Regions from separate parts of the Sus scrofa genome. Here region 2 is linked to region 1. The links are chromatin contacts, called in public HiChIP or PLAC-seq maps. All regions are on one chromosome and are shown on one strand. Each heading gives the region's core, a stretch centred on a gene start, on an enhancer-like site or on the middle of the called end of the contact. The rest is flanking DNA. Distances are from core to core; before and after follow the strand shown. Region 1 has its middle 25 kb from the start of RGS13. Region 2 overlaps LOC102166310 (a long non-coding RNA gene).

The links. HiChIP or PLAC-seq counts read pairs in DNA pulled down with a chosen protein or histone mark.
Region 2: a contact with region 1 is called in an H3K27ac HiChIP or PLAC-seq map of alveolar macrophages. The contact joins two enhancer-like sites. A contact is called at or near these places in 3 of 47 Hi-C or Micro-C datasets (liver, omental adipose tissue and subcutaneous adipose tissue) and 1 of 2 datasets of contacts at active chromatin or transcription factors (alveolar macrophages).

Annotation. Positions count from the first base shown.
Region 1 is chr10:1,104,436-1,110,087 of Sscrofa11.1, reverse strand. No RefSeq gene overlaps it. Among named protein-coding and RNA genes, the nearest start is that of RGS13, 25 kb to the right of the region's middle. Within about 2 kb of position 2,452, at least 35 of the 83 cell types and tissues checked have an H3K27ac peak or open chromatin away from gene starts, as enhancers often do. A contact at or near this core is called in alveolar macrophages, where this site is marked.
Region 2 is chr10:1,199,015-1,204,666 of Sscrofa11.1, reverse strand. It overlaps LOC102166310 (a long non-coding RNA gene), which reads right to left. Exons shown (of 12, transcript XR_002336117.1): 2 at 1,706-1,776. Among named protein-coding and RNA genes, the nearest start is that of RGS1, 50 kb to the right of the region's middle. Within about 2 kb of position 2,741, at least 2 of the 83 cell types and tissues checked have an H3K27ac peak or open chromatin away from gene starts, as enhancers often do. A contact at or near this core is called in alveolar macrophages, where this site is marked.

The DNA of each region.
Region 1 (5,652 bases), core at 1,203-3,702:
ACATGGACTGGTGACAAGACATTTTTTTTTTCTTGCTCTATTTTCTCTGGGATTAATATTATCTAAGCTTTGCAGAGTTCATCCGTCTTTTGCAGACCAGGTCCTGCATGTGCTAGGTAAATAATATTCTACTGTAATTAAGAAAATAAGTCACAGGCAAGAAAGTGCTATGAAGAAGTGTGGTATCGTGAGAGCAGAGAGCAGGGGAATCTGATGGAAGATTGAAGATCAAGATAGGGAATGGCTTCTCTAAGCAAGTGGGTTTTAACCCAGTTTCCCGAGTGAGGGAGGCTCACCACAAGCCTGGTTAGGAGTTTTTCTCACACCCACCGGGCAGGGGAGGAAAAGGGTGACAGTGTTTTCCTGCGGGAGGCAGGCACCAGGGCGCAGAAGGGGTGTCACGGAGCTTTATCTAACTTCATCTGTAATTGTTTACTCTTCACGGGGAGAAGAGTTTTGTGTATTACTTGTGTGATTAAACATCCGTTTTTACATAAGTTTAAGTAAATCACACCTGAGATCACCTGGCAAAAAAACTGCCAATGCTGGAATTTCAGCTCGGGTTTGTCGGATCCCAAAGTTCACAGTCACTAAGCTCTGGAAAACATCCAAGCGCCCAGTAAGAAGCATCGGGTACGGAACGAACGGCAAAAAGATACAGAATGAGACATTTTAACTGGGGGTCTGAGGCGAGGTGCCGTGGATGTGTAGACAAGGTCTACAACAGATCCGCCAGCACTGGGGAGTTTTTTTTTTTTTTTCTTTTTAGGGTGGCACCCAGGGCATATGGAAGTTCCCAGGCTAGGGATCAAATAGGAGCTGCAGCTGCCAGCCTACCCCACAGCCACAGCAACGCCGCATCTGAGCCACATCTGCGACCTATACCACAGCTCCCAGCAACACTAGATCCTTAACCCAACTGAGTGGGGCCAGCGATCAAACCTCCATCCTCATGGATACTAATCAGGTTCATTACTGCTGAGCCACAGTGGGAACTCCACAGGGACTTTAATAACTGCTCCAGGGCAAGGAGCCCACACCTTTCCTCCTATATAGCTACATTCTGTTTCTATCCTTTTTTTTTTTTTTTTTTTTTTTTTGTCTTTTTGCCTTTTCTAGGGCCGCTCCCATAGCATATGGAGGCTCTGAGGCTAGGGGTCGAATTGGAGCTGTAGCCACCGGCCTACACCACAGTCACAGCAATGGGGGATCCGAGCCACATCTGCAACCTACACCACAGCTCACGGCAACGCCGGATCCTTAACCCACTGAGCAAGGCCAGGGATCGAACCCGCAACCCCATGGTTCCTAGTCGGATTCCTTAACCACTGAGCCATGATGGAAACTCCTGTTTTTCTCCATTTATGGCTGTGATATTCCTCTAGCTACAGGTACTATAACGTGTATGTGGTGTTCTGAAACATGAAGGGAAGATTCAGAATTCAAACAAATAAATAAATAAATACCAAGGCCAGGACCTGGCTCCTTGGCCTCTGCTGGCAGACATCTCTCCTGGTTGTGAACACACACACACACACACACACACACACACACACACGCAGGACACACACCATGCCCACCACCACTATTTTATCCAGCTTATTACTGGCAGCTAAGAGGAAACCCATGACAATCTGGTAAGAAAGGCTGATAGGTCTTATTTTATCACGATATAAGCATCAACATTTCAGTGCATTGGAAACTGGAAATATGTGAGTCAGCATGCTTTGTTGTAAGCAAAAATAAGACAAAACGAAAAGCTGAGGAAGCACAAAAGGAATTTATGCATTGCTGGGCTATTGGGCAGCTCTTAGATTCGCCACAAGGCTCACAGGTTGGAAACTCACTGTAACTCCTGCTGCAAAACCGTCCCACACGAGGGCCATCGGCAGCACAGCCCCGGGAAGAGGCACTCAGTGCCAACACTCCAAACCCGGATCGCCCCGAGGGAAGAGTTTTCACTAGAGACACAACCCCCCAGCTGAAGAGGCAGCTGTGTGCCCATCAGCAGCTTTGCTAGCCCCATACCACCCTTGTAAGCTTGTAGCAAGGATGTGCCTTATGTCCTCGCTAGCAGCCCTGCCAACCTGGCTCCAAGCATATTGTGTATCCGCTTCACTTTTGTCCTCTTGGTGGCTCAGCTTCCTAGGCGGGAACTCTGCTCAGGGAAGGGGGAGGCCCAGGACTATGTACTGGGAAAAGCTTAAGACCTGCAGGTCTGTGTTGTATAAAAGCTATGTGAACAAAGACCTGGTGCTCAGACTCTGGAGACACCGCCTCTGAGCCGCACCGGTGCTGAATAAACCTGGCTCTTCCACGGCTCCGAAGGCTGCTCGTCTCTTTCCGCCGCCACGGTTTTCTGCAGCAGCCCTAAGCGGCTTCCAGACGGCTCAGCACTGTTGCCCCTGGAAACGGATGGCAGCCGCTCCCCACCACTGTCACCGGAAGGACCTGCAGTTCCCCTTTTCCGCGTGACAACTCCTGACTCACACTGGTGGGTGTGCCGAGGGATCTGCCTGGCAGGAGCCCTGGCACGAGCCCCTGACCCCACTGCAAGGGAGCCTGACACAGTCTCAGTTTTCATTCACAAAGTGGGGGGTGGGCTCCATCTTATAAAGCAGGGGGTCTTCAAGGGGTTCCGATGATGAGAAATCCAACAGAGCGACACCTACCCACCAGGGAGGGCCACGCAGAAATGAAGGGAACCCCAAATGTCGTCTTCGATCTTTGTTTTCTTTTCTGAAACAAGGGATTGAAACGCCAAAGTCCATGACAGATGAGATAGCCTCATTCTGAAAACTCCTTCACAGCTTCATTTCAGCCCAAAGTGGGTATTTTACCTGAAGAGCCTTCATACAGGCACACGTGTGATGCTGCAAATTGGTGCAGGAGAAAGTAGAGGCCCATCTGGTTTCCGGTCAGCCGGGCCCAGTCAAGTGCCCTTGAGGCAGCCAAGCTGCGGCTCCTGCAGAACCACCACAGGTGATGCCCCTCCTTGCACCCCTGCACCCCGTCTCTCGTGTGACACGTGCATGCGGAGTGGACTCTCAAGCCAAGATGAACACTGTCGTTATTTAACACGGCTGAGACGCGCGGTTTTGGTCACTAAAATCCTCTCGGCACTCTATTTCATGGACGATGAAAACCTCTATGTGAAATCTATTCCTAACTAATTTTTCTGCTTAGGGCTTAGATAAGGGATACCAGTGCTGGTGGGGGGGGGGGGGATAAAAAAAGAGAGCGAGAGAGAGGTGCTGCGTCCTGCTTCAGGAAAAATGCTGCTATTGACATCCCCCCCCACCCCACCCCCCCAAAAAAATCATTCGGCTCAGCTTTTAATTACAGTGGGCTATGGTGACACCTAGTGGCGAATAGGCATATTTTGAAATTCCCAATTTGACCAGTTTAATCCGTTTTCCATATTTTTTTCCATAAATGCAGACATAAGGTTTCCACTTACAGATTCCAGCACATTTAAAGAAGAAAGGAAATATAGGAATTTCCCCTTCCCTATTACAAAGACAGAAACGCTCAAAAGAGCTCTCTCTAATTAAGAAAGGCCACCTTTTAAAAATTCTACTCAGGAGTTTCCGTTGTGGCACAGCAGAAACGAATCCAACTAGGAACCATGAGGATGCAGGTTCAATCCCTTGCCTTGCTCAGTGGGTTAAGGATCCAGCGTGGCCATGAGCGGTGGTGTAGGTTGCAGATGTGGCTTGGATCTGGCATTGCTGTGGCTATGGTGTAGGCTGGCAGCTGTAGCTCTGATTGAACCCCTAGCCTGAGAGCCTCCATATGCCTCAGATGCGGCCCTAAAAAGCAAAATAAAATAAAATAAAATAAATAAAAATCCTACTTCAATCTCCTGATATCAGCTATTAATCATAAAGAGTTAAAGAAGTGCAGAAAATAAAAATACGCAAGTTCAGAGCAAATTATGCATTTTAATCAGTTAACCCCCCAAAGTATGGGAATATCAGGCAGAACTGGTTAGCATCAAATTGCTGGGGTAGAAGTCACAGGTCTGACAGCCATGAATTATTGTAACCTTGAGCAAACTATGTGACTTCTCTGGGCCACAATTCCATAACCGGTAATATGAGAAGGCTGGGATTTAGATGGTTTTTGAGAGACCGCCAATGTGAGACTATAAATTACTGTCACGTGGCATTTCTCACCGTGACCACCGGCAGAACATCGGGGTGCTCTGTCCTGACTCAGGGTCCACACGGCTCAGCGCGTGGGGCACATGAATTTTCTTCTAGGTCATACAGTTTAGGTGCCTAAAGTTTAATTCATGTGTAGTCTCAACCTTGAGTCAACGGTTCCTAATTTCTTTAGTTACTGAATGAAGTGATGCCTGCTTTGAATGCTTCCTCCATCCCATGAAGACGAACAAGGAGGCAGTAGCATCTTTGGCTTCGTATTTAATAATCTGCTCCATGAGATTTTCTTTCTTTCTTTTGTTTTCTTTTTAGGACCGCAAGTGCGGCGCGTGGATGTTCCGAGGCCAGGGGTCGCATCAGAGCTGTAGCTGCCGGTCTCCGCCACAGCCCCAGCGATGCGGGATCCAAGGACTTTTATCTATTGGTGGGCTGAAATATGCTAATAAATTTCTTAATGGTGAAAATTTCCTTGCATTCTGAAACAAACCCATTTATCCTAATGTATGTTTTTACTCAACATTAGACTGAATTTGTCAATATCTTAGGATTTTTTTAAAAAGGTTCATTTTATTTATTTATTTAATCTCTCTTTCTCTCGTTCTTTCTTTCTTTCTCTATTGATTTACTTATTTTTGGTTGTGGCCTGCAGCAGTTTGATGTGCGATCTCAGCTCTCCGACCAGGAATCGAATGCGGGCCACAGAAGTGAAAGCAGCAAAGCCTCACCACGAGACCAGCAGGGAACTCCCAATAGCTTAGGAATTTTTCTTATAAATTCACAGGAAAGATGAGCCTATAATTTTCCCTCCTTATGTTGTCTTTCTTTGGTTTTGACAGAGGTTTTACGAGTCTCATAGAATGTGTTTACAAGGGTACTGGTTCTCTACTCGTTGGAAAAGCTTATGTCCTGGGATTATCTGTTGATGACATTTGGTAAAAAGCATCTGTAAAATTACCTGGGGGTGGATGGGCATGTTTGTGAGTGTGAGTGAAGGGGAGAGGGGAGAATTGTGTGCCAGAGATTTTCAATCTTTCCATCCAATTCCCTTGATAGAGATTTATAAAAAAATTTTACTCGTTTTTCAGTCAGCTCAGATAGGTTATATTTTTGTAGAAATCTGGTCCTTTCTCTCCTGCACTCATAGCACTCGCCTGTGACTTTGCCAAGAGCGTGCTGGATCTGTAGATCTGCATCCTGGCCTTTATCCACCCTTAATACTGTCACAGACCAGATCTCTTTTTCACTCATCACTGTTGCCAGACATACTTCCTTATTAACTCCACTTAGAAACAGACAAATATCTTTCTTTTTTTTTTTTTTTTTACTTTTTACTTTTAGGGCCACACCTACAGCATATGGAGGTTCCCAGGCTAAGGGTCTAATCGGAGCAACACCTGCAGGGCTCAGTCACAGCCCCAGCAACATGTGATTCGAGCTGTGTCTGCAACCTACACCACAGCTCATAGCAACACCAGATCCTTAACCC
Region 2 (5,652 bases), core at 1,492-3,991, 94 kb before region 1:
AGCATCTGGCTGTGGATACCGCTAGCAGCTGCCATCCCTACAGCACATATCCCCTTCCAGAGTGTATGGATGAATACGTGATACAGAGGGACTTCCCATCCCAGCTGGGAAAGATTCTCAGCAACAACTGGCTTACTATTCATGGAGGCGTACTGCACACAAGCCCAAAAGTCAGCACTCTCCTGATCTTCTGTCTCTGCTTATGAGTCCCCCAAAGTCAGCAATGCCGTGATCCACTGTGAAGGCTCCACAGGAAACCTACTCTGTGGCCTTTTCAGAAGACCATGACCTGCTTTGGCCATGGGTTCAGAACAGGGTGCTCAGAACTGCATTGATGAGACTGCCCACAGCTCAGCTGTGCATGCATCCATCTGGCTCTTGGGCCATCTGCATGTTAGACATGGGCTCTGGACTCAAAGTTGGGGGTCCCTCATTTATTTCCTGTGTGCATTTTTTTTTTTTTTTTTTTTTTAGGGCCACACCAATAGCATGTGGACATTACCAGGCTAGGGGCCAAACAGGAGCTGCAGTTGCATCTATGCTACGGCCACAGCAACACCAGATCCGAGCCACATGTGCAAACTACACCACAGCCCATGGTAACACTGGATCCTTAACCCACTGAATGAGGCCAGGAATCAAACCCTCGTTCTCAGGGATACTGGTTGGGTTTGTTACCGCTGAGCCACAATGGAACTCCCTGTGTGTTTTTAATAAAACTACCTACCCATGCTTGGTGCTGGAATTTTCCTCTATATAATGTTTCCTATATTTTATGGAGTTTCCATCGTGGCTCAGTGGTTAACGAGTCTGAGTAGGAACCATGAGGCTGCGGGTTCGATCCCTGGCCTCACTCAGTGGGTTAAGGATCCAGCGTTACCTTGAGCTGTGGTGTACGTTACAGATGCGGCTTGGATCTGGTGTTGCTGTGGCTCTGGCGTAGGCCTGTGGCTGCAGCTCCGATTCGACCCCTAGCCTGGAAACCTCCATATGCTGCAGGAGCAGCCCAAGAAATAGCAAAAAAAAGAAAAAAAAAAGTTTCTTCTATTTTGAATGTATTAGTAAATAGATATCAATAAAATCTAATTTAATGGATTAGATAAAATAATTTGTCTAATTTATTAGATAAAATAAAATGTAATGGGATGGTTGGGAAAATTAAGAAAGCTGATAAAGAGGGTCCCGCCTGATGCTGGGGACAGATGAAGTGTTCAGATGTCAGCTGAACTGCTGACATGAGACTGACCAATATGCTCAGGCCACCGCAGAGGCTTTTTTTTTTCTTTTTAATCATACACTGAAAAGGTTTTTCATTTCTCAAAAATTCCTGCCAAGGAAACAGGAATTGTTCTGTCTTTACTCCCCGGAAAGTTCCCAGGCAAAAATTCAACATGTGAGATAAACCTCCAAATCCCCCAAGTTCGACCCACCTCCACTAACTAAAATGCAGCATTTTCCCGTTTCCTCCTCTTTCCGTGTTCCAGGCAGTTAATGAGAAGGTGCGGGTTAAGAGTAGTGGTTTCCCCTAAAATACATTCCTTGACCTTCTGCCCTTTCTAAAGGTGTTTCCCTCTGCAACATTTGAAGAACTGTAAAGTTTCACTTTTCCCACGAGATAGCCAGTGACCACGTAAGCGAGCTGCTAACCGAAAGGCTGGACAAGAAGAAGCGGGAAAAAGAATGTTCCCAGGGAGATACGACTTACCGCACCCATTTGCCTGGAAGCCTTGTGACACGGTAAGGACGAATCTTTCCCTCCTGGAGAGATCGGCCCTCCTGAAACACGAAGATACCAAGGAATCAACACACCGTGGGATCAACATTGGCAAGTGGGCATAACAGGAAATTCAAAAGAATACACTGTCCCGCTGTGTCCTCTTCTTTAAGGGGCTAAGAATTCAGCATCGCCGCAGCCGGGGCTCGTGGCTCAGATTCAGTCCCTGGGAACGTCCATATGTTGCTCCTGTGGCCATTTAACAAAGCAGCAGCAGCAGCAGCACACTATTTAGATATTAGTGGGGAAAGCTAAATGGAACTTGGTTTTCAAAAGTTACCTTACGGTTTCTAACGCGGAGACCCCAGAGAGTGGCAGGAAATAGGTGTGAAACGCTGACCATAGATACAGAGTCCACAGTCTTTATTGTAAGCAACGGCCTAAGAGCGAGAGGCCCTCACATTTAGTTATGAAAGGAAAAAAAGAAAAGAAAAGCTTTCTCCAAAGAATTAATCGTGGCTACTGAGGTGACTACAGGATTCTGACTATGAGAAAGACAGGAAAGTATTAGCAGACAACGGAGACCTGGGATGAGAAAAGAAAGGGCTCTTTGAGAAACTTAAAAACATCCCCCATCTTGTTAATGACTGCCCAAGAATCTTCCTCTTTCACACTCCAGGGGTGAATGATCATTCTTTCTCTCTCTCTCTTTTTTTTTTTTTTTTTTTGTCTTTTTGCCATTTCTTGGGCCGCTCCCATGGCATATGGAAGTTCCCAGGCTAGGGGTCCAATGGGAGCCTACACCACAGCCACAGCAACGCGGGATCCGAGCCGCGTCTGCAACCTACACCACAGCTCACGGCAACGCCGGATCCTTAACCCACTGAGCAAGGCAGGGATTGAACCTGCAACCTCATGGTTCCCTGTCGGATTCATTAACCACTGCGCCACCACGGGAACGCTGATCATTCTTCCTCTTGATCCATCAGCAGCATCTGACACACCCAGACTTCCTCCTTTAAAATAATACTTTCTCTCTTCGCGGCCTTCAGGAGCTGATGATCCCCCTGGAGCCCGTCTCCCCACGCCCACTCCCTGCGTCGTCACTGGAACACCCCCTTCTTCCTGCCTCTCCTCACTTCCTCAGAGTTGACGCCCTTCTCTTCTCTGGCGGTGCTTACTCCTCAGGTGCCCCCCAAATCCCATCCCTGTGCTGGGGCACCTCCAGCCTCCCCTCTCTCTAAAAGCCAGACTCCTGCATCCAGCAGTGCGTGGTGTCTCCTCACGGGCTTTGCAAAGGTAACGCAATCAAAGGGAACTCTTCATTCTCACCCAGGCATCCAATCCATTCCTTCCCCGCAAAGCCTCCCCTGGGCCACGAGGGACCCTTCTGAGGCACCCTCTGCTCGGCCCCAAACCTGAGTGTTTCCCTGACTCCTCTCTCTCCCCGACATCCCACATCCACTCCTTCGGCGCATCCCAGCCACTCTTCGTCTAGATTTTACTGTGAATCGGGACGGGCGCTTTACCTCTGCTGTGTTCGATGCCCCAGCCCCAGACCAGGCACCATCAGCTTCCCCTGGCCTCCCCCCGAGGCTCCCATCCCATCTCCCTGCTTCTGTTTTTCCTCTCTTGCTAAGTCTATGCTCTAGAGCAAACACGGATTCTTTTTAACGGGAAGGAGTTCCTGTTGTGGTACAGCAGAAATGAATCTGACTAGTATCCATGAGGATGCGGGTTCGATCCCTGGCCTTGCTCCGTGGTTTGGGGATCTGGCCTTGCCGTGAGCTGTGGCAGAGGTCGCTGACACGGCTTGGATCCCACATTGCTGTGGCTATGGTGTAGGCCAGCAGCTGTGGCTCGGATTCAACCCCTAGCCTGGGAACGTCCATATGCCACAGGTGCAGCCCTCAAAAGCAATTTTAAAAAAGGGAGTAAAATCCTATCATTGTCTTCCTTGGGAAATCGTGTGACTTCCCATATCGCTAAGAACACAACCCAGCCTCCTCAGGTTAGTCCACAAAGGCCTCCGTTATCCAAAAAGGCTTCAAGCACTGCTCCATCCACCATCTCATCATCTCCTACCGGAGGAGATGCTGTTCTTTCTGGACAGGTGCACGCCCTGCGATGCAGCACTCTCCCAGCACCTGTTCCTTACTCTCTCCCATTATCGTCTACTCTTCTCCTCTCGTGGCTCACACGTCCCTGCCACGCGTTACATCCCTTATTCACCCATTTGCTTGCTGTCCGCACCACCACTGCCACTGGCACGGAAGTTCCAGGAGGGCAGGAATCTGTTTTGCTCTCTGCTCTGCTTTCAGTGTTCAGAACAATTCCCCAAGCAGAGTGGGAAGTAATAAATGGTTTTTAAATAAAATTCATTACTAATGGAATATATTTATTTATTTAGTAAGCTACACGTCGCTTATCATATGGGTGTGGTCCAGCTCAGTGAGCTCTCTCGGTTTTATAAAGTCCGCAGTTGAATCCCTATGGGCCTGGCTGGTGGTAACAGACAAGCTTCGGCATCAGTTTCTGCGTGGATGAGCGTCACATCCCTTACACACAAACACCAAGTGTGACTTTCACCCACAGTAACTAAACCTGGACACTAACCAGTTTCTATTGAACTAAAGGTAGTAAACTGTTATCAGTACATCTGAAGGCACAGAGTCAAAGTGCTCAAGACACCAAAAAAAGCAAACAAACAAAAAGGCACACACAAGGCAAAGGCCAATGATTAATATTCACACATGTGGTGACTGACCTGAGATTACACAACCATAGGAGACGATCAAAGCCAAATCATTTGATTCATGATCAACCACATAGCAACCTACACAGTTTCCATGGAAAACAGAGAAGCTTCTAGGGCCATCTGTCTTTCCTCTAGAATCTTCAGAAGATGGTATGAGGTCTGCCCATGAGTCTTTCTGTAAGTCGCTCCAAGCAGAAACACCTGGGGGCCTCACTGACTGACCGCCCAGTGGACCCAGGCTTCCTTCCGCACACACCTGAAATGCAGGATGGGGGCTTGAGGGAAGCGCCCTGTGAAGGTCAAGTTAAGCCTCCTTGGAGATTCCAGGAACTAAATGACTTTCACCATTAGTCACTTTCACAAGGGCCCCTTGCCATTTACTCTGGCCAAGGATCAGGAAAGTCATGAGGGAAACCAGATGCCTGGCTTTCATGACAAAATCCCGGGGATTTCTCAAGGACGGTCCCTTTCTCTTGAGCAGATTCAAATGCAGCCACAAATGGGGCACAGGCACAGACACACAGATACAAGCTACCTTGGCTCTATCACAAGAGATGACAGGAGACACAGCAATCATGCATGCACTCCTTCCGGGTTTTTTTCCGATCTATAATTTTCGTGTTTCAGAGAGGATCGTGAGACTAATACATCTGAGAATCAGGGTGTGTGCACACTGGGGAGATTCAACCATGGAAAGGCAGATTGTTAAGAAATGTCACGTGTTTTCCATCGTTGTTACTTTAAAGTTTTATTGACCTATAGTTGATTCACAACGTTGTGATAATTTCGTTGCACAACAAAGTGATTCGGTTATGTCCTACTCTCTCCTCGTCTCTCCTTCACAGAACACATCCTGGGGGAGAACAGGGTCAGCTCGGCCCCCTCTTCAGGGTGGCCGGGGAAGTGGCTGGTATCAAAGGGCTGCTACTCGCCCACATGCCACATCGCGAGCTGAAAACAGGGATTATAAAATAGCCATTAAAGATGCCACTTGATGTGGTTATGGAACAGTTTCTAACCCCGAAGAGAACCTAAGGAAAGACAAGAATGGGGTTAGATAGGAAAGCAGGAGGAAAATGCCAGGCAGGACTGAAGGAGCGGTTGACTTCCATTCCCAAAGAGTCTCTCCTTAAAAAAATTACTGAAAGTAGCTCTGTCTCACTTTGTTTTCATCTAAGCG